2 separate regions of the Mus musculus genome follow, and region 2 is linked to region 1. Evidence: chromatin contacts called from public Micro-C data. All regions are on one chromosome and are shown on one strand. Each heading gives the region's core, a stretch centred on a gene start, on an enhancer-like site or on the middle of the called end of the contact. The rest is flanking DNA. Distances are from core to core; before and after follow the strand shown. Region 1 overlaps Abcc6 (ATP-binding cassette, sub-family C (CFTR/MRP), member 6). Region 2 overlaps Bcat2 (branched chain aminotransferase 2, mitochondrial).

Region 1 (4,676 bases), core at 595-3,094:
GTGGGGGACACATGTCAGGAGAAAGTGACTGATCCCGGGAGGGCAGAGGGCTGTATCAGTTAAGGTTTGCTGCTAAACTATCGTCCCCAAGGTTAGAGCTTAAAGTCACAGGCATTCACGCACTCAGCTGATCAGGATGTATGGATGGGCAGTTTGGGCTGGATCCCACTGGATGGGCCCACTCAAGTGTTTGTGGCTGATGGCTGAGTAGGTCAGAGATGTATGAAATGGTCTCACCGAGGCTTTGCTCCATGCAATTTCCATCTCTAAGAGACTAGGGCAGGACTGTTCAAGTACTACTGGACATGGCCAGGGAGACAGGACAAAATCACACATACACAGACACACAGACATAGGCACACAGACACACAGAGACATACACACACACAGATACACAGACACAGATACACAGACACACACAGGCACAGACACACACAGACAAACATACATAGACACACACAGACACACAGACACACAGACACACACACACACACACACACACACACACACACACACGGCAAAGCCTGGCAGTGAGGAGCTGTCATTCTTACTCAAGAGGTTAAAGGAGGAAGATTGCAAGTTCCAGGCCAGCCTGGGCTACACCATGGGCTCTAGGCCTGCCTACATCACTTACTAAATGGAAAGTAAAGCCAGGCTTGGCATTGGGATTTGTGATGACAGCGCCCAAGAGCCTGGGGGTAGTAGGGTCACAGCTTGAGACTTGAAACACAGAATGAGTCCTAGCCCCAACTAGAGCCAAACCAGGGCTTCAGCTTGTGTCGGTTCAGTGGTCAAGTGTTTGTCAACCAAGCTCTGGGTTTGATCCCTAGCACCTACATGCCCGTATCCTATCAGAAACTCAAGCTCATGGTATGCATAGTGAGTCTGAAGCTAACCTGAGCTACACGACCTCCATCCCCACCCTGTTTCAAAAAGAAAAAAAAAAAAAAAGTCACATGGAAAAGAAACATGGACAGGGTAGAGGTCATGACCCCGATGACCCTGCACCCAGATGGCTTAGGCCTCACTGCTGTCCCTCTTCCTGCATCCCAGTCTGTTTCTGGAGTTCATGGGTGACCGCAACTCCTCGGCGTGGACAGGCTGGCTCCTAGCTGTGCTGATGTTCGCGGCAGCCTGCCTACAGACGTTGTTTGAACAGCAGCACATGTACAGAGCCAAGGTCCTGCAGATGAGGCTGCGAACAGCCATCACTGGCCTGGTGTACAGAAAGGTGAGCGCCAGGGGCGGGAGTGTGAGCATCCATACGGCCTAGTCTCCTGTCCTCCTACCTCCTTGGTTAACGCTCTGTGATCGGGCCCTGATCTGGGTACCTTCTCCAATCTGTTAATTAAACAAGCAAGGGACAGTGACTTCCCCCTAAGTCTTTCTCTGGAATCCTGACTGTGAGAATAAGAGATATGTGTAGCTATGCAGTTCTGGCTGGGGGTGGCCCCAACCATCTGTCTCTGGCAAGTTGTTAAGACACTGTGAGATCTCTCCCAAGACAAGCTCCTCTCTGGCACCCCGGCTTCAGTCTTTTCCTTCTCCCAGCGTGGGGCTCCTGGGGAAATGGCAGTTTCCAGGTATCCATTGTTTCTCTAGCCTGCCTGTGCAGAGGAGGGACACAGGATAACCTGTAGTCCCGCCAGGATGCTTACATCCCTTGTGAGTCTCCAAGGCTTTGAGCTCAAGAGGAAACACAGCCTGCCCTGCAAGGCAGCCTTTGATCCTCAGAAGAGGGCTGACGTAACCTGACCCCCAGGGAGACGCCTTCTTGGCTCTTAGCATGGCTGCCCATTGAAAGGAACTATAAACATCTTTGAGCTCTGCTTCTGTCACTCAAACTCCAGCTGTGCCAACAAGCCTGGCTCCACTGAAGTTCTCAGGAGGCAGCAGGGGTGGGAAGTCCCCGTGGGTGGGGCTGCAGCTGGCCCTCTGTGAAGACTTGCAGAGTGGGGAGTTCTACACCTTGGATCACATTAACTCTCACACAGCACAGAGCAGGCAGGAAGAGCCAGTGTTCCTCACGCTGGGTCCTGAGACCTCAGTAGCTGGCAGATCAGAAGCCACTGGAGAAAGAGGCACTGGAGGCAGTAATGGTCAGGAAGGTCAGGCTGGGACAATCTAACACCCTGTCCTGTCTGTGCCATGCCTTAGGGGTCCTGAATTCCTGGCCTATGGGTCTCTGGCTCTGACTCTGACTCAGGGCAAGTTGCTTCGCTTCTCGGCGCCTCAGTTTCCTTAGCTGTAAAATAGGGTCCACATTGATCCTGGAATCACTTTTCACTTCTTAACAGCTGGTCCATGCAGTGTACCCACAGGCCTGGTTGCAGTCACCAGAGTGACCCCAGCATCAGTACAGTGTAGCCTGCATCTGTCCCTGACATCTGAGGAGAGGAGGCTGCTCTCAGCACAGACATGGGTATCCCTAGCACAGGGGGCAAATGAGCCCAGATCACCCGGGTCTAGCTTTCTGTAATTTTTACTTACAGTGTCCCCCCAGATCCCCATGCCCAACCCTGGGAGTTAGCTTGGGAAAGTTTACAGGTTCACTGCATAGGTGGTAAACTGAGGCTGGGCCTGCACTCAGTGCCCACTCCCATTCCTCCCTCCTCACATGTCCCTCTTCCTCACACCGGCCCAGGTCCTGGTCCTGTCCAGTGGTTCCAGAAAGTCCAGCGCAGCAGGGGACGTGGTCAACCTGGTGTCGGTGGACATCCAGCGGCTGGCCGAGAGCATCATCTACCTCAACGGGCTGTGGCTGCTCTTCCTGTGGATCTTTGTGTGCTTTGTCTACCTGTGGCAGGTGTGGATCTGGGCCTCCATATCCTCCTATTCCTCCTCCCCTCCCTCCTCCTCCTATTCCTCCTCTTCTCCCTCCTCCTCCTCTCCCTCCTCCCCTTGCTCCTCCTCCTCTCCCTCCTCCCCTTGCTCCTCCTCCTCTTCCTCCTCCCCTTGCTCCTCCTCTTCCTCCTCCCCTTGCTCCTCCTCCTCTTCCTCTTCCTCTTCTTTCTCTTCCTCCCCTCCCTCCTCCTCCTCCCTAAACCCAGTCTCCATCTGTAAATTGATACAAAGTGAAGAGTCTTAGAGTGACCTCTGCTCAGGTTCAAGCCCAGGCTAGCCCCCTCCAGCACTGAGTTCTTTCTCTTTCTCAAAATGCTGATGATAATGTGGATGAGTTCACTTTGGGGTTTTAGGTTGGTTCAGGTTGGGGTTTGGGTTTTTTGAGGCAAGACCTTGTGTAACCCTGGCTAGTTTCAAACTCATGACATAGCTGAGGCTAGCCTTGAGCTTCTATCCTCCTGCCTCCACCTTGTAAGTGCCTGATTACAGGCGTGTGCCCACCCAGATGGGATCCTTACTATTACCAATTCTCAGTGGGTTCTCGGGGAACTCAGTAGGCGAATCCGTTATGTTTTGGAGTGGCTGGTGCCGCTGAACCATGCTCACCAACACAAGGCTGAAACATAGTGCCGGGGAAGAATTGCCGCCACGTGCAGAAAGCACAGTGCCATGGCATCAGCCGGGAAACCTTTTCTTCCTTTTGCTTCATGATACAAAAGCATCTGCTATTATCACTATTATTGTTATTATTATTATTATTATTATTATTATTATTATTGGCTCTGGCTGTGCATGGACTGCTGCCTGGGTTTAAATCTTGCTCTTACCATTTACTTGCTGTTAAACGTCACACTACTAACTCACCCTCCCTGTGCTACAATTCCTTGGTTCTAAGAACAGAGGATAACTAAAAGCAGGCTCCTGGTTCTACATGGGTGAGACCCAGAGAACCTGACAGAGTTTATGCAGCCTCTGCCTGAGGGGCAGCCTCTGCCTGAGGGGCAGCCTCTGCCTGAGGGGCAGCCTCTGCCTGAGGGGCAGCCTCTGTCTGAGGGGCAGCCTCTGCCTGAGGGGCAGCCTCTGCCTGAGGGGCAGCCTCTGTCTGAGGGGCAGCCTCTGCCTGAGGGGCAGCCTCTGTCTGAGGGGCAGCCTCTGCCTGATGGGCAGCCTCTGTCTGAGGGGCAGCCTCTGTCTGAGGGGCAGCCTCTGCCTGAGGGGCAGCCTCTGTCTGAGGGGCAGCCTCTGTCTGAGGGGCAGCCTCTGTCTGATGCAATCACTTGGGTCCAGCGGGGCTCTGGGTATGGATTCAGGAATGGTAGACATGAATTTGAGAGCTTGAGAATATAAGCTGAGTTTAACAAGAAAGTCTATGTGGTTTGTGGGTGCCTTATTGGCATAGCCCAAAGGCCATTTTGAGCAATGCCTTTAACAGCCCTCTGCATCTTGCCTGTGACCAGGGTAAGATGAGGCATGAATTCCCCGATGTGGCATCGTGTTGGTGCTCTCAGAATCTGGGGAACTTAGTTTCCAACTTTTGGATTAGGTATTCTCGGGCTGTGTATCTAAGGTGCTTTGCACAGTACCTAGTGCTCACTTGCATAGTGTTGTTAGCTGCCATCTGATATGTGAGGGGAGCCATCACCACCATTGAAAGTTTCCTTATTTATCTCTGTGGTGCCTCGTGTATGCCATGCAAGCAGTTTTCCACTGAGCTACATCTTTGGTCCTTAAAAAACATATTTTCATATTTATATAACAATTATATAATATATAAATACTATATATTTATATATTATATTATATATAATATGTTATATATAATGTTATAATTT
Region 2 (5,044 bases), core at 2,386-4,885, 420 kb after region 1:
TTGGACTGGACTGGAGAAATGGCTCAGCAGTGAAGAGCACCGACTAATTTTCCAGAGAACCCAGGTTCAGTTCCAAGCAATGATGAGACAGTCACAACTCCAATCCTAGAGACTCTAGTAGACTCCTGGCTTCCTTAGGCATCAGGCACACTCGTAGTGCAGACATTCAGACAGGCAAAACAGACATACACATAAAATAATAAAAGTTGGGGTTTTTTGTTTGTTTGTTTGTTTGTTTTTGTTATTTGAGACAGGGTTTCTCTGTATAGCCCTGGCTGCCCTGGAACTCACTCTGTAGACCAGGCTGGCCTCGAACTCAGAAATCTGCCTGCCTCTGCCTCCCAAGTGCTGGAATTAAAGGCGTGTGCCACCACGCCTGGCTAAAAGTTTTTTTTAAAGCATTGAGGACTCCTTGAAACACTCCTTTGTGTGGGATACATCTATGGATGCTTACTAAATCACAAATTAAAACACAAAATGAAGAAAATATCAATGCATTTAAAAATCAATATTTAACCCACTTCATGTTTACAGGGTCATCCATTTAACCAACCTTACTTGCTGCTATGACAAAATGAGTAACCTTCAAAACCCAAGTGTAAGAGCCAGGATGTGGCTCAGTTACTCGGGCCACAGGCCCTTTCTAGATCATAAGATAAGGGAGACGACCAGGCTCTGTGTAAAGAGTGAATGAGCTGCTTTTGAACCAACTATGAGCACAGGAAAGTTACAAAGAACCCAAGTGGCTTTTGTTGGGAACAAGCAAAAGAAGCGTCTCATTACCATTTCATTTTCAGACTCCATTTAGTCACAGAGAGGAACTAAATCCTGGGGGACCTGGGGACTTCCCAGAGCTGGGGACTTCCCAACAGCTGAACAGTTTCTGTTGTAAACAGCTGTCCCGATATCTCGGGGACAACTTCTCCATCTCTGACAGGATCGAACTAAGTTCACGTGCCCAGGCCTAGGACCAACTCCTACCCTGACTGATGGAAACTCCCCTGCTCAACTCCTTATGCTTAAACACACAGTGTCCCTTCAGAGCCATCGCTCGGCAACCAAGTCTGATTGATTACAATAAACTTCTACCATCTACATTGACCTGGTGTTTCAGTTATGATGGATTTATGGTTTTGTTTTTATGTATACAATGTTCTGCCTTGCCTAACATATAGGCCTGCAGGCCAGAAGGCACCAGATCTTATTCTAGATGCCTATGAACCACCATGTGGTTGCTGGGAATCGAACCCAGGACCTCTGGAAGAGCAGCCAGTGCTCTTACCTCTGAACCATCTCTCCAACCTAGATTATGTTGGATTTAAGTGGACCCCATAACAGCTTTGACTACAGCTCATCACACAAACTGCAAGTGACCTGACAGAAATGGTTTGGGTTTTTTTGTTTTTGGTTCTTTAAAGCAAGACAATCCAGAAATGAGTGTTTTAAAAAAAAGATTTATTCAGGAGCTGGAGGCTCAGTGGTTAAGAGCACTGACTGCTCTTCCAGAGGTCTTGAGTTCAATTCCCAGCAACCACATGGTGGCTCACAACCATTTGTAATGGGAGCTGATGCCCTCTTCTGGTGTGTCTGAAGACAGCTACAGAGTGCTCATCATATGTATAAAATAAATAAAAATCCGGGGGACTTTTGGGATAACATTTGAAATGTAAATGAAGAAAATACCTAATTTTTAAAAAATCTTTAAAATAAGTAAATAAATAAATATCTAAAGAAAAATTTTTAAAAAGTATTCATTTTATGAGTGCTTTATCTGCATGAACACCTGAATGCCAGAAGAGGGCAGCAGATCCCATTATAGACGTCTGTGAGCTGCTGTGTAGTTATTGGAATTGAACTCAGGACCTCTGGAAGAGCAGACAGCGCTCTTAAATGCTGAGCCATCTCTCCAGCCTGAAATGAGTACGTTTTGTGTTACATGAACAAACAACCATGGCCCCACCCCTGAGACCTAGGGATACACAGATGACCTTGAGAAAGAAGCCAGTGAAGGACACAAGATCTAGACAGCAACACTGAAGATCCAGAGCCAAGAGGAGGAAATGAGCGCTCAGCGAAACACTTGCAGCCAGCCCATCACAACAATGTGTTTGGGTTTTGTTGTTGTTGCTGGGGTTTTGTTTGTTTGTTTTTTGTTTTGTTTTGTTTTCCGAGATTGTGTTTCTGTGTCGTCCTGGCTATCCTGGAGGTCTGGATACCAGGCTGGCCTTGAAATCAGAGATAATTCCTGCCTCTGCCTCCCGAGTGTTGGGATTAAAGGCTTGTGCCAACACTTCCTGGCCAAAAGTGAGAATTTTTGCAGGAAGATTGAGTTGATGAAGGGAAGAAGGTTTCCAAGGGGCCTATAGATTTTCCCCTGGGTCCCTTTGGCCCCTAACCTTTACATGAACAATAAGTGGTAAAAAGGGAAGGAGATGTGGCAATGGGTCAGTTGGGGCCCCCAAAATTGGAATTCCTATTTCAAGGCTGCTGGCTGCCTTGCCCTGACCACATCTGACAAAAAGTCCTGCAGACTCTCTTCAGCTCCAGCTAATTTGATCAGCAATGAAATGGCATGCCCAATCAAGGCCGACTGAGGACAGAGGCAAGATTTGAATCCAGATCTGCACCTGGGTCTTAATCGCCTCTCTCTGGAGGCTCATGTGGGCCTTGTTAAAGTGTGTGCGTGAGGAGGGTAGGGATTGGGACGCATAGACTCACAGAGATGGAAGGGAAACATGGCATGATCCAACTCCTGCAACGGTCAAAAAAGTAGGGACTCCCTTCAGTAGGTGGCCTGCCCTGTGAGAGGAGCTGATGGCCCTGAGAGACACAATTATAGAAGCCCTTTGGTGTCAGATGGAAGCAGATGAAGGCCAGAAGGCCAAAGAGGAAGCTAGCATAGAGACAGGCAGAAGACCAGGCCAGGAAGTCAGGCCAAGGTGGGGACACAAGAAGGGACAGCGCAAGCAGTCAGGGACTCCAGGAACAGGGCTTGGACACCAATGAAATGTAAGAAGGGAAGAGATCTTGAGAGATCTGGTGTGGCCACTGTAAGGCTGTACCCAAGACAGGAGTACAGGGAGAATCCAGTAAACGGGGTTCGATACTAAAGTACAGAAGGAACCCACGGGTCAGAGAAGTCCACAAGCTGGGTCCCTGATAATAAGATGAGATGAGCCCCCAGCGACCCAAGGTGGTACTTAGAGCATGATAGCCAATGTCTTGTTCTTTGGCATTTTATTTCAAAATTGCAGCAAGTACGGAGAAAAGGGGGGGGGGGGGAAGGACACGAAGAGCACCGGGGATCCGGCCTGAGAACGGAGATAGAGAAGAAGCCAAGGTTCTCCCTTGAACACCAGGACGCGGAGCAGCTGAGTCCTGAGACCCAAAATTTGAGGTGGCGTCCAAATTGCATGGGTCCCGCCCTTAAGGCTTTGGAGTGTAACGTCCACGAGGGGGTGCCAGAGATCCAGCATCTGGACAGACCTTTCCCTATTGCACTTCTCTTGAGTCTCTGGGAAGCGAGGACGCTGGACTAGATGCGGCACGTCTGCAGATCCAACCAGGGAGGGCACAGCCCCCACCGTCACACCCGAAACATCCAATCGTGGGCACTGGCTCCGTACTGCCAGACAACGAAATTGCGGCAATAAGACAGCTGCACTACAACTCCCAGTAGACCCTGGAGCATCGCAAGCTGACCACTCTCTGAGCTCCGCCCTAGTGCCTTATGGGAAGTGTAGTCTTTTGCCCGGAGACCCAACCACCAATTCCAAGGGATCAATCATCAAAGCAGAGAATTTCAAAGCCTTGAATGCTCTTGGGAAACGGCGTTTTCAGCTCAAATGTGCTGTGCTAGGTGCCAACATGGGGCCAGGATACCCAGTCACCTCGGGTCCAGCTCAGTGGGAAATGAGCCCAGAGGTTCTCTAGAAGCCATCTAGGTTCACAAGAATTTGGGAATTCACCAGAGGCTTGTGAGAGGAATCCTTCAAGGCCAGGGAGGGGTAAGGGAAAAAGGTTTGCTATGCCAGAGGGACAGCCCAGAACCCCAGGGTGTCGTGGGAGGCCTTCCCCCCCCAACACCCCAGAGTCTCATTAAAGAGGGGGTTCTGAGCCGGGCGTGGTGGCGCACACCTTTAATCCCAGCACTCGGGAGGCAGAGGCCGGCCTGGTCTACAGAGTGAGTTCCAGGACGGCCAGGGCTACACAGAGAAACCCTGTCTCAAAAAAAAAAAAAGGGGTGGGGGGGGGGTGGGGGGGGTGGGGGCAGGTCTGTCTTTAAGACCCAAAGCCTCAGAGACTCGTGCAAGGGGCCTACAATTCCCGTGTTTCTGGCCACAGGTATTCAGAGGTGAGGAGCCATTAATCAAAGTTGTTGCTCACAAGCTCACGAGCTCACCTGAATAGCCTTCAGTTCCTTCTGGAAGCGCAGGATGAGCTCTGGGCCGTTCTCCATGGTAGGTATGTGGAGTTGCTACAGAAAGGGAGCCATGAGGATGGGGCACTCCCGCCCATTCTTTCCCACCTACCCTGGCAGCTCTGCCTCACCTTGCCTTCATACAGGATTTGGTGCACCGGGCAGACCTGACAAGCAGTGCCTGAGCCGAAGACTTCTCGCACTCGGCCTTCCTCCAGCGCCCGCTTCAATTCCTTCATAGTGACCTTGCGTTCTGCCACCCGGAACTCACCCTGCCGTAACAAGGATGCAGAAACACTCCAGTACCCAGACAGCTGCCCTACTGCAGACCACCATCACTCCCTCCCTAAGGCTGCTGGGAAAGACAGAGGCCCAGGGATGGGAGATAGATCCACAGAAAAGAGGGCTCAGGCAGTGGGCCAGGCTTCCACCACTGCACCACGACTCAAGACACTTTGGTCCAAAGATTCAGATGCCACACAGGCCCTACCCAAGTCCTGGCCAGATCCAGCAGACTTTGTCGAACTACTCCAGGCAAGATGACGCCATTCAGTGGGGGGGTTACCAGCTCCAGTACTAAATCAGGGATGACAGATGGGTGTCACTGCTTCCACCCTTACATGG

What was found. A called contact is a pair of places that touch in the nucleus more often than the background predicts.
Region 2: a contact with region 1 is called in a Micro-C map of palatal mesenchyme, with 2.5 times the contacts expected there. The contact joins two enhancer-like sites. A contact is called at or near these places in 2 of 484 Hi-C or Micro-C datasets (embryonic stem cells and palatal mesenchyme).

What each region holds. Positions count from the first base shown.
Region 1 is chr7:46,010,624-46,015,299 of GRCm38.p6, reverse strand. It overlaps Abcc6 (ATP-binding cassette, sub-family C (CFTR/MRP), member 6), which reads left to right. Exons shown (of 31, transcript NM_018795.2): 9 at 1,054-1,231; 10 at 2,645-2,806. Among named protein-coding and RNA genes, the nearest start is that of Abcc6, 17 kb to the left of the region's middle. Within about 2 kb of position 1,844, at least 99 of the 459 cell types and tissues checked have an H3K27ac peak or open chromatin away from gene starts, as enhancers often do. A contact at or near this core is called in palatal mesenchyme, where this site is marked.
Region 2 is chr7:45,587,887-45,592,930 of GRCm38.p6, reverse strand. It overlaps Bcat2 (branched chain aminotransferase 2, mitochondrial), which reads right to left. Exons shown (of 11, transcript NM_009737.3): 8 at 4,911-4,996; 9 at 4,552-4,692; 10 at 4,403-4,477; 11 at 3,221-3,625. The coding sequence ends at 3,587. Among named protein-coding and RNA genes, the nearest start is that of Gm31479, 4.8 kb to the left of the region's middle. Within about 2 kb of position 3,635, at least 285 of the 459 cell types and tissues checked have an H3K27ac peak or open chromatin away from gene starts, as enhancers often do. A contact at or near this core is called in palatal mesenchyme, where this site is marked.